Linked DNA regions of Mus musculus: region 1 is linked to region 2. A link is a contact called in public Hi-C data. All regions are on one chromosome and are shown on one strand. Each heading gives the region's core, a stretch centred on a gene start, on an enhancer-like site or on the middle of the called end of the contact. The rest is flanking DNA. Distances are from core to core; before and after follow the strand shown. Region 1 holds the start of Cacna1e (calcium channel, voltage-dependent, R type, alpha 1E subunit). Region 2 overlaps Cacna1e (calcium channel, voltage-dependent, R type, alpha 1E subunit).

Region 1 (6,153 bases), core at 2,477-4,976, 90 kb before region 2:
TGTGGTCTTTAAGAGAACAGTAAAACCAGGGGGAAACATACTTACCAGATTTCCATACAAGGATCATGATGGCAATGTTCTGGCCACTCCTGATAGTTCCCTTTAGTGTGGTTCCTGGAATATTTAGGCACCGGTCAGAATTCATCTTGAGAGTAGGAGGCAGGGCATCCACAGGCTTAGCATCATTGTGTCTCCACTTGATGATATACACGTTGCAATTATGTAGCATGGCTATTAGAAACTGAAAATCAGATCCATTAGATGTTTACACTCTGCCTTTTATCAGATCGGAACCAACACCTCATGACTCCGAAGCTCTGCTGTTCTGTGGTCTGAATCAGCACCTTAATTCACGCTCCTCTGGGCTGTGAGGGCTATAGTAGTGCCCTGCTGTAGGGCTTATGTACACTGGTAGCTATAACAATCGCTGGTGCAATTTAATCTTTAAAACGGTATCCACCTGACAAGTTGCAAAGTGAAGAGAAGGAAGCCAGTATAGAGACCCAGAGGTCTTAAAGCTCTCAAAGCTGTGACATTCAGGTTGAAGGGGAAAAGAGAAGAACACGCCTCAGCTTTGCTGCCCTTAAACCAAGCCCCCTTCTAAACCTACTGATGCCATAATATTTTCCCTGGCCCTCTGGGACTGCTTCTCCAAGAATCCTAATGAACTCTACCACAGAGCCATTCCTGCTCCCGAGTAAACTCTGCCTAGATGTTGGTAAAGCCTGCTCCGTGGGAATGCAGGAAGGCTAGGCTCAGCCCCATGAGGTCCCAGTGTGGCCAGTGTATTGTCTTGCATATTCTAGGCTTCTAAAGAATTCAGCAGTCACAGGACTCACAGAGTATGGAAGAAAGAGGAACCCGAATCAGTACTAGATTTTGGCTTACTGGGTAAAGAGACAAGGCAGGAGTCCTTAGTCTTTCTCGGAAGTACTTGTGGAAGGTAAAAGGCTAGTGTGCCCTGTTTAGCAAACAGACACAGAGGCATGATGAGGAAGGTGTTATGTCTCATCCTTGAAGTGAGCTTTAGAGCAGAGCTTGCTAGGCTATACAATCTCGTGGAAGTTATGAAAGACACATCATTTATGTCATCATCCATATGGCTCATTATTTAATCCCCAATGTCTAAAATAGTGTCTGTTGTGGGGAATGTACGCAAATATATTTGCTAAATGAATGGTTTGTATGGCTCCTCTGCTATGGAAGATCAGATTTTTTTTAGTCCCGTGAAGTTTACAGAGCTCTGAGATAGCCACTCTGTCTAGGTGACCATCTAGTGAGACTTCACAGCCACCTTCCTTTACTCTGTCTCCTAATAAGCTCCTCGGCAAAGTGAGATCACAATAACAGGTGGCACTGGCACACTTCCAGCCGAGATTTGATCTGAAATGATCTCCGATGAATCCCAGGGTCAACACTCGCTTCCTGAGGGCAGGGGTGATTGCAAGGCATCCCTGTGTTGAGGCCATTTCTTTGCATTTCTTGTACACAGACCCTTTTCTGTCACACACACCTACACACTCAACATTCTCATACAACAGACATGTATCAGTGCACACACATAGACACTCACAGACACATACAAGTAGGAATACACGTGCCCAACACCCAGACACCACTTTATCTCTTAATCAGTTAATTTCACACACTGCCTTTCAGGCCTGCCGAGGTGGCGCTGCCCTCATGGTGACTTCCAACACTGGGGCTTTGGTTTGCCTTTGCTTACGTCTTCAGCCAGCCCTTGCCCTCAGCGCTTCCTTCGCTTCCGTAGAAAGGTTATGGATACAACTATGTGTTGAAGCCAAGGGTGAACATAAGTCAAGGAAAGTATGTTCCAGACAGTGCAGATGATGGGAGGGGACAGGGATAGACTGTCCACGGAGTCTCCTGTAGGCAAGGACTAGATTGTTAAACACAGAGCTTCTTTCTCTGGACTACATGTCCTCCCTCTGCAGCTCAGACACTTTTTTTTTTAAAATGACATAGGTTTGAGAAGATCAATGGACCTTGGTTGAAAGTAAAAGGTGGTGGTGGGTGGGAAACCCCCTTTGTTAGGATTTTGAGGGCACTTTGCTTAGGCTCTCTGTCTGGGGATTGGAATATCTGGGCCACCTGCCAGGAGGAAAGTGGAACCCAATCTAGAAGGCTGCTTTGTAAGGTCCCTTAGGGTCCATAGGACAGAAGGTCCCAGAGAAGCAGAGGTACTTCTCTATGAGGTCTGTTAAGTGTTGGTTTAGGAAGAGGGCACTCTCTTTGCCCTGGGGATCCCTGTTGATGGTAGTGGAACCTAGGAGATCCAAAGCAGAGGCTACAAGATCCTAGGGTGGGGTGCACAAGTCCCTACTCTCCACTAGAGCAGTGGCGAGCAGAACCCTATGCAGAGTATGGAAAGAGGCACAGCCCTGAGTACCCTTCCTAGGACCAAAGAGAGTGTTCCTGGACAGGTCTTTGATCTGTTGCAGAGAGTCTGCAGGCATCACCAGCTTCAGTGGGCCTCTCTTTTCCATCTCCTGAGGGAACCGCGACTCTTCCTTGGACCCTTGCCTAGGTAGCCTTCAGTCAAACGAATTCACAAGCCAAACCAGCCTCACCACGCTGGACTCTGAGAGCCCCGCCCCCGCGTCTCTCTCGGATCCTTGGCCACCTTGCTGCGCTGCTGCGCTGTGCTCCTCAACCTGCCCTTAAGCATCGTCTCTGCTCTCTGTAGCCAGGAAGGCCGGGAGGAGAAAGAGCTGGTCTTTGGTGAGGAAGTTCGGTATGTGGATTAAGTCCTATGCCCTGCCATCACTAGCTAGGCTGACTGCAACCTGTTCCTCACTGCGACCGCCCGCCCGCTCGCTCGCTCGCTCTCCCACCCTCTTCCCGGCGCAGCCGCGGATCGCTGTTGCATGCTGATCCTGGGAGGCGGCGGCGGCGGCGGCAGCGGCGAGCGCTCTGGGCGGATGCTGGCACTTGGGCTTCGCTGCTCTCTGGTTGCTGCTCAACTTCTACCCCAAAAGCAGGAGCTGTGAAGTCATTTGCCCCTCTCCGGCTGGTTCGACTTCTCATCTTCATTTTTCGGGCGATGCGGTTTACGCAGGAACCTTAGTACCGCTCTCCCCCCCACCTCCATCTCCCTCTCTCCAACCTTTGGATGCATCTCCGCTGGCAGATTTAAAGAGCCAAGTCTTGGCTGTGGAATTTCTTAGATGGACTTGCAGGGGCTGGCGTTCTAAAGCATGTCACCGTAGCTGGCCCTTGTCTTTTTTTCTTTTCATTTTTTTCAAAGTTCTTTTGTTTTCATTTCCTTCTTCCTCTCTACCCCTCACCCCGACCAATAAATCAGCAAACTGTTACCTAGCGGACCAGTGCCTGCCTTTCTCTCAGCCAGGTGGTACGTGTGCCAGAAGAGGAGCTATGTTTGAGGACCGACCTTCTCCACCCCTCTCCGGTCCCTGAACACCACCCCACGCTGGCATTTTGGGGGAAAATATTCCCTCTAGAAGCCCTACCCCCTTCTTCTTCTTCTTCTTCTTTTTTTTTCTTGAGGAATGGAGCTTCGCAGAGGTTGCCTTTAGATTCAACAGTTCAGAGCAGGGCTGAAGAGCCTGCAGGGGTCCCCAGAGGCGGTGGTCCCTGCGCCTGTGTGGATAAGGCTCTGAGCCTGCCTGTGTCTTTTCTGCCTCTTGTTGTGTGCGGGTGTTCGGCGATCACCTTTGTGTGTCTTCTGTCTGTTTAAACTTCAGGATGGCTCGCTTCGGGGAGGCGGTGGTCGTTGGCAGGCCAGGCTCAGGCGATGGAGACTCGGACCAGAGCAGGAACCGACAAGGAACCCCCGTCCCGGCCTCGGGGCCGGCGGCCGCCTACAAGCAGTCAAAAGCGCAGAGGGCGCGGACTATGGCTTTGTACAACCCCATACCAGTCCGGCAGAACTGTTTCACGGTCAACAGATCCCTGTTCATCTTCGGAGAAGATAACATTGTCAGGAAATACGCCAAGAAGCTCATCGATTGGCCATATCCTTTCTTACCCACCATGACTTCCCTCTCCCCCTTTGCATTCCATCGGGTGAGGGGGGGCACCTAGCATGGAATCTATTCCCCACCCCTTCCTGGTGCCAAAATTTGCCCCTTTGCTCAAGTGCACCCTACCTTGTTGCATTCACGGGGCAAGCCTGATGCCCCGGAGACCTATTTGGGCAGTAGTGGTTTTCAAGGTAAGACTTTTGGTTTTGGGGATTATTTTCCATGTGGAAATCTCTAAGTGTACTTAGGTGCCTGGTGTGGAGACATCTGCCTCTTTCTGGGCTTTGTCTGTTTCTTGGCCACCCCCAAAGTCCTAACCCTTTCAGAAGCTGCACTCCATGTGGTTTGGCTTACCTCAAATCTCAAGGATTCTTTCATAATCAGTTCTCTCTTTTCCACCACTTAAGCCAGTCCCTCTGCTCCCATTCCTACCAGCTGGGAAGACACTTGCACTGTCTGCCAGCAGAGAAGTTGAGGTTCTGGGAGGGATTTGCCAGATGAGAAGCTCCAAAGAGTAGACCCATGTATACAAGAAGACAAATGAGTACTTATGAAAAAGGCGTTGGGCTAGGGACTCAGCTAACTCTGGAGACCAACTTTAAGTTCTACTGAAAGTGAATGCCTGTCAGGGGAGATGATCATGTCACCACCAGCCCAAAGAGCTCAAAGTTGGAGTTCTTTCTTCAGGCAAGGAGGTGTGTTCTTCCTTTCTTGGTCCTGGGTTGTTACTCTTGCTTCTTAATGTTTGCCATACCTGGCTGCTCTCCCAGTATACTGAACCATAGATCTACTGGGCCTGAACCCATCAGCTGAGGGTCAGAGGTGTGCAAACAATTTCTCTCTAAAGCCAAGGGTGTTGCTCTTTACAAGGAGTGGGTAGGTCATCTATGGAGGTGATGGTTTGGGAGTAAAAGGCTAGGATGGAAGAAACATCTTTGCAGGTTTTACCAAGCGCACTGAATGCAGGCTGCTGATCAGGCAGCTTCCTGCCTGCTCTGCACTAAGAATTTGCATGCCTGTCAAGGCCATTAGGAGTTGAGGTTGGTAGGGTGTTTCAGGGGATTACAGGAGGCAAGCCAATGTTTTGAGGCTAGATGTGGGGGGTCCTCTTGGGGACAGGGACTTTGGTGCCTCTGGAGACATGGTTCTTGGGAAGAATACACCTGCAAAAGAGACTCCTCCTCTTTGCCCCATGCTCCCTCCCCCAACCCTCCTCTCAGGTGTGCAGCAGTGAGAAAGCTGAGGCTGGGGTGGGGGGGGGATGGGGTTCAAGTATTAGTTTGCAAGGCATCTTGCTTCCCCCCAGGGCCTGAACATCCCCTGCAGCCCCCAACCTCTAGTTTTTGGCCTTCTCTCCCCCACCCCTCCAGTTCCCTGCCTCAGCTGCTTTGGGATTGGCTGGTGCATGGTGCTTCTAGGCAGCAGCACCTCATTAGAAACGAAGCAGCATCTCTAAGCAGTGATGCTTCCTGCTGCTGTTCACATCCTCCCACAGACACCCCCTGGCTGGGTTTCTCCCTTTCTCCTCCTTGTTCTCCAGTTCTCACCTCCCCCTCCCACCTCCACAGAATGATCCGGGCCATAGAGTGCTTGGGTTGAACTATTTAGATAGGGGCTTGGGGCGGGGGAGGGGTCCGGTCCCTGCAGTCATGCCCAGTCAGTGAGCTGCACAAGGCGGACTGATTGCATTGTGTTGCATGCTGCGGCGGGCGGCTGCAAATAACTCCTTGGAGCAGTACTCTACTGGTCTCTCAGGGAAGGTCCCTTCCCTCGACCACCTTCTACAGTTCTTTTAGATTCCCCACCCACCAGGTTCCCCTTTGCTGTGACCTGCTTAGGACACCCCGCCTCCAGACAGCCCCCTTCTCCGTTTGCTTGCAGTAGACAAAGCAGCTTTTCAGTCCCACAGAAGGCAAAGTGTGGTCACAGCCCTCCTTGGCACCTCGGACAGCGCCATCAAAACTCCCTGGCTGGTCCTGAGCTCCCAAGTCACCGGGTGCAGCACACAGGGTACTTCCGGTTAAGCTCAAGCTCCCGGACTGGGACACGAAGCACGTTTCCAACACCAAAGCCTTTTCCTCTTTTCATTTCTGCCGCAAAGACACGGGTTTTCCACCAGGAGCTTTGAGAGCAAGGTGCTGCTCGATTT
Region 2 (6,142 bases), core at 2,003-4,502:
TTGCGTACTCCTAGATGCTCCAACATACCTATGACTGAATAATACCCAGCTTTCTTGGCTTTTCTAATCTTTCCATCAGGAAGTTTGAGGATACCTGTGGTCTCTATCAGTTATTGATCTGTTCAAATTCATTCATTTTTTGTCAGCAAAGATCAGGTTCAAACCATCAAGCATCTGTTTAATAACTCTGAGAATAGGCCTGAGGATGTAGGCGATTCTGATGTAGACTATTGATGGAGATGGGAACAGGGTTTGCTGGGCCCCCAGAGCAGGGCCCCGTTCCTCAATCCACTTTGCCCTCTGTCAATCCCATTGTTTCTGATCTTAATACATGGTCAGGGGAGCCAAGTTATAGCTCCTGCCCCCAAGGACTTTGTGAACATTAGAAATTAAGAAGCAGCCAGTGGCTATGTATGTTTTAAAAGCTCTGTTGATCGTCTTCCTGCACTGGAAGAAAAAAAAAGAAATTTCTAAGGAACCAAAAAGCTCGAGGAGCCCGGGCTGTGTGAGATCCTGTTTGGTTGTTGGGAGTGCAAGATGGATTCAGTCAAGAGTACACTTGATGATGGGGTAGTGACCATGTCACATGGCTGGCTACGTGAGTCCCCTGTGATAAATAACACATTCCTCTGTCTTTCATGTTCACTTTGTTTTCATGGTACCTTTCTGACATGACCTTCCCTGCACGCTTCCCCGGCACCTGCTTCTCCATTAGCTTTTATCTCTTATTTTCCTCCTTGCCTGCATCTCCACATTTTTTTTAAACTAGGTCTGTTAGCGTCTCGTTCTCCTGTCTTCCAACTGCATTTTCACTGTGTATCCTTGCTCTCTTTTAACAATGTCTTCTGCCTCTGCCTCCATGTTCCAAAGCATACCTGTCATACCCAGGCCTGGGGAGGAAATTTTCACTTCCAGCAGCTCTTTGTGTGATGTGAAAGAACATCTGAGTACCTGGGTCTCCTAGGAAACAGAACTCTAGTTTCTGAGCAGAGCAGATTCCATACACTATGTTTGTGAGACACCAGGAAGGAGAGTCTGGCACCTGGGCAGCACAGGAGGCTCAGACTTGAGTCCAGCCTTTGTTCAAGAGGGATGCCGAACAATGCACCTGCTTTCCCTCAGTCTCTATCCCTCGCATATCTGTCAAGTGTCTTTCTCTTTCACTTCTTTCTTTTCTCTTTTGTCTATTTCTGTCATAGTTTTTCAGTTCTATTTTCTACATTTGTCTTTGTTCTTTTTCCTCTTTAGAAGTTACGCCATCCCCTTCCTGATGGCCTCCTTTAACTTTGTAAGCTAAAATGTGGTGGGGGTTGGGATCAGGAAAGATGCAGGACACTTGGAAAGCTCGCCTAGGACAAGTGCTTTATGAGAGTAGGAGAGGTTTGCTTATTATTTGAGATTGTATGAGCACAGAATTACATGAAACTTTTCAATTTATGTATGTGGTGCGTATGTGTGTGTGTGTGTGTGTGTAAGCATATGCTTTCCCCGTGCTTGGGTGTGGAAATCAGAAGACAACTTCCATGTACTGGCCCTAGGGCAATGTTCTGCTCTCTATTTGAGACAGGCCTTGCACTTTTAGGCATCTACCTCCTTTCTGCCTCCCATCTCATAGTTGCTGGTCTCACAGGTGTGCTTTACCATGCCTGGCTTTTTAACGTGAGTTCTGGGGATTGGCAGTGCAAGTATTTTATATACTGAGCCATCTCCCCCGGTCCAAAGTATAAAATCCTAAAGCTGAAAGCAATCTCCACTACCCATTCCAATAACATAATCCAGAGTGAGCATCCTCTCTTTGTCCTAACATGAGCTGTGCAGCACGAAATGCTTGAATAGTGCTAACGTTGAAAGTGTTCTTCTACAGTGAGGCAGCTTGTCAGGGGCCAAAGTTGTGTGTTCACAGTCATCTCTGTGATTATGTCATCTTGGATTGGTATCCTCGGTACCTGTGGATCTTGCATCTGTATCCTAGAGCCATGGGACCTTTCTTACGGTTCTCTTTGCCTACATTTGAAATCTTTCAGAGAGGTTGCCCAAAGAATAGTTAAATTGGCCATTCTTTCTACTATGAAGTTTTCCGGATGACTCATTTCCCAGTGCTTCTAAACAGAGGGGCTAATCTTGGAGAGGCTGTAAGGGATAAAAGGTATTATCTCACAAAACAAAGAATAAGCTAGCAAAATTTAAATCAGTGTTATTGATCTTTGTGTCAGAAACAATGTCAATTATGCACTTTATATGTGCCAGTACCTTATTATTATTATTACTATTATTATTATTATTATTATTGCGATAGTATCTCACTGAGCACCCTATGCTGGCCTTGAACTTGCAGTTCTCTTGGCTCAGCCTTATAAGTGTAGTCGTTAGAGGCATGCATCCCCATGACTGGCCCAGGGCATTCTTTATCTTTAACACAGTGTAATTTTATATCTAAAACTAGGCCATTGTACTTCCCTAGTTTATAGATGAAAGGCACAACCCAACCAACCAAAAAACAAAAACCAAACACCTAGAGTTTGAGAGATTTGTATCAAGTGGATAGTTCTTTGGAACAGGACTTAAACTTTGCTTGTCTAACACTTCGTTTTCTGCCTCACCACTCACAAATCCATATGTGCCTTTGCCCCCACCATATCTACTTTGTCCATAGGTTCTATGCAATGCATTGTCTCCTTAACATGTGCTATACACAGTCTAATAGTAGTCTTGTCGATGTGTAGATGTGAGTACGTGTGTGTTTGTGGGTGTGACTATAGAAGGTGGAAAAATGAAAGCACAGAAAGCCAGTCCAGGTCAAAGTCTGGTTTGGAGGCAGTTAGAAAACATGTTAATAATGTATAATGACCACGGACATAGCTCCCAGTCATGAATGTCAGTATAATTTATTAATTTGGTAAGAATTCTGAGCGTCAAGGAAGAGGAGAGTAAGTTACTTCTTCACTGAAGTTAATCCAGAAAAATTCCCTAAAGAGAACAGGAGACAGGAATATGTGACTTGGAAATAGAAAGCATAAGGGTCTGGTAGCAGGAAAGGAAGGGGTTGAGAAGAGAGTGAGGGACCAGATTTGGTTCAGGTGTGGGTCTTTCGTTGGTGTCCATGTGCTCTGCTCATGATCTGGGACTAGGACTCGAGTATGATGGTAACTTTTCCTTTGCAAAGTAAAACCCAGATGGCTATATTTAATTCCACTTAACGCCACTGGTGATTCACTTGGGCTCAGGTGCGCCCACATACAGCTGGCACTAGCTTTGTGTACTTTCCAGGCAGAGGCTGCTATAGTCCAAACTCCCCATGAAACAGGAGGGGACAGACAGGCTGTGATAACCTTGAGTCTTTTGTGTCTCTCTCCACAGCATCCTGGCCACTGCGGGAACCCACTTCAACACCCACGTGGACCTGCGGACCCTCCGGGCTGTGCGTGTCCTGAGGCCTTTAAAGCTGGTATCAGGAATACCTAGTGAGCACCTACTTTCTTCTTTCTGATTGGCTAGTATCCTCAATTGGATCCAGGTTATAAAGCAATGTCAGGTGGAAGAGAAAGAGTTCTTCCTGGAGGGAAACCCTGAACTTGCAACAATTAAACATAGCACTGTGCTTTTAAATTTAACATTTTCTCATATTTAAATAATAATGGAAGATAACAAAAAACAGGAAAGGAAAATAAAAGAAAAGTTTATTCCTATTGTATTACACTGAAATAAATGCTAATTGGATGCATTTTTTTCATTCATTTCCCCTATGCATCCAAATATAATTTTAATTATTACATATGTGCAGTGTTATCTGCTGCAATAAGTGTTTCAGTCTCCTAAGGTGAAAAATTCTATGTATTGTCAGAGGTTACGGTTTGTTAATCAGTACTGTGCTTCTCTCCCAGTGGGTGGAGGGCGGGATCTGAGAGGGAGTAATAGGAAAGGTCAACTTTGCCCCTGTTTTATAGGATTGTACAGCAGCAGGGACTTTAGACTGAGTATGAAACACAGCCTAATGAATTGAATCTGTCAAAGGAATCTATATGTCATCACAGAGGAAACAGAGGGTGAGAAGGAAACATAGGAGAAGGGACATAGATGATGGCAGTCTTCAGTTTGACTTGTCTTGGTTACTTATCTCAGAATTAATGGTTTGGTTTTTGATGGAAGACTAGGAGAGGGTAACTGAGCCCATCTTGTCAGGGGGCAGTGAACAAGGTCTGTGCTTCACTCTCTCCTCTCTCCCTAGGCCTGCAGATCGTGCTGAAGTCTATCATGAAGGCCATGGTGCCTCTTCTGCAGATTGGCCTTCTGCTCTTCTTTGCCATCCTCATGTTTGCTATCATTGGCTTGGAGTTCTACAGTGGCAAGTTGCATCGAGCATGCTTCATGAACAATTCAGGTAAGGTCATGATTTTCTGTCTTCTCTTCTCCCAGTGCTTCTTCCCTTTAGTCATAAGCATAAATTCACGACATTTGGAGCTTTGCTGAAAAAGTATACTCTATCTTCAGCCCTAGGATTACAGTCAGAAACTTCCTAGTCTGTAGCTTTTGGAGGTACAACCAGCTTAAAGATATATCTACTTGAAAGTTACATTACAAAACATGTTGCTTTGTATATAGTTGGAGGGGCTCAAATAGGTGGTCTCAGATCCTCTGTCCATGATAGAGGGCTTTTAGAATGCATGCCAAAAGCCGTTATGAATAAATAGTCTACAGAATATATCTTTGATTCAAAGACCAGTGGGACCCTGGAGAAGAGAATCAGATGGGTGTCCTGGTTGAGCTACAAAGAGAGCACCCTTTTGTGCTCCATCTCACATTCCTGAGAGGACTGAAGGAGCTGTTAGTTTGGCTTATCAGTTATGCCTTGAAAATTGTGGGATACACAAAACCCCAATTTCCAAATATTTGTATTTTTTTGTTCATTCCAAGCTAAGTAGTGTACAATAGGATGAAAGTCAGAGAGGAGGTTAAGAGAAATAAAGAATAAGTTAAAGAGTCCTAAATAAATACCATGTTTTTATGAAAAGAATCTCCAAATGATTTTTATTTTACCTTTAGTTTAAAATAAAGTAAAAAAAAGAATGTGTGCCTAAAACTTCAAAGAGTTAAGAAAATATAGCAGCCGGTTGCTTACAACTGTCCCCAAGGAGCCCAGGGAGAACCAAGGTTCATCCCAGTTCCCAGGGTTTGGAAAATGAATGAGATTTACCATTACCTCAGTGTCTTGTGTGTGAGCCAGCCCTGTAAATTTCTGTAGCAGTGCAGACCAAAGTAGAGCTTCATGCCTGAAGAAGATAGAGAGTTCTTTAGGAGCATTTTGAGTTGCACATGGATATGAACTGAGGGGTGTAGAGAGCCCAAGGCGGGAGAGGGTCTGAGGCAAGATGGGCAAACATCTGTCTACAGTAGGAGAAATGCTTACTTATGGCTCCCTAGGATCATTTCCATGTCATACTAAGCACCGCATGGTTTGTCTCCCACTCTCCAAATACATCTGCAGGTATTCTAGAGGGGTTTGATCCTCCTCACCCGTGTGGTGTGCAAGGCTGCCCGGCTGGTTATGAATGTAAGGACTGGATCGGCCCCAATGACGGGATCACCCAGTTTGACAACATCCTTTTTGCCGTGCTGACTGTCTTCCAATGCATCACTATGGAAGGGTGGACCACTGTGCTGTACAATGTGAGTGAGCTGATGGATGTGGTGTGGAGGATGGCGTGGGATTCTGGTGTCGTTTTGGTCCCTCTGGAACAGGAAAGACTGGGGAAATGTTGGGATTGTCCGGACTCAACTTTAGAACTTAGAAGAGCCTAACAGGTCACTCTCCCACACCCCAACCCCTTTGGATTTTTACTGAGTGGAAATACGTAACTGTCTTATTGCAATTGGTAGATTGTATTCCCTTATTCTGTCAATGGGTGAATGAACAAGTTAAATCAGATCGCCTTGTTGTGGAAAGTTTTGGATTTACAAGGTAATGGGGCACAGTGAGGTGTTCCAATAAGTGTAAAGGTCTCAGTTACTGTCCCCAAAGGACTCACCGTCAGATTGGAAAGCTGTTATAGTGGTTTTCAACCCCAGTGGCCCATTAGAGTCAGCTGGGAGCTTTAAAAATTATACTGCCTGGGCTTCACTCCAGGCCAATTAAGTAGGAATGTCT

Evidence for each region. A called contact is a pair of places that touch in the nucleus more often than the background predicts.
Region 1: a contact with region 2 is called in a Hi-C map of cerebral cortex, with 3 times the contacts expected there. The contact joins the promoter of Cacna1e here to the enhancer-like site in region 2. A contact is called at or near these places in 1 of 39 promoter capture datasets (hippocampal neurons), 8 of 484 Hi-C or Micro-C datasets (cerebellum, cerebral cortex, cortical neurons and 4 more), 3 of 115 datasets of contacts at active chromatin or transcription factors (forebrain and neural progenitor cells) and 2 of 9 other capture datasets (embryonic stem cells and liver).

The regions. Positions count from the first base shown.
Region 1 is chr1:154,723,493-154,729,645 of GRCm38.p6, reverse strand. Cacna1e (calcium channel, voltage-dependent, R type, alpha 1E subunit) reads left to right here and starts at 3,726. Exons shown (of 47, transcript NM_009782.3): 1 at 3,726-3,995. The coding sequence starts at 3,727.
Region 2 is chr1:154,633,076-154,639,217 of GRCm38.p6, reverse strand. It overlaps Cacna1e (calcium channel, voltage-dependent, R type, alpha 1E subunit), which reads left to right. Exons shown (of 47, transcript NM_009782.3): 4 at 3,358-3,461; 5 at 4,226-4,378; 6 at 5,483-5,664. Among named protein-coding and RNA genes, the nearest start is that of Cacna1e, 90 kb to the left of the region's middle. Within about 2 kb of position 3,252, at least 5 of the 459 cell types and tissues checked have an H3K27ac peak or open chromatin away from gene starts, as enhancers often do. A contact at or near this core is called in cerebral cortex, where this site is marked.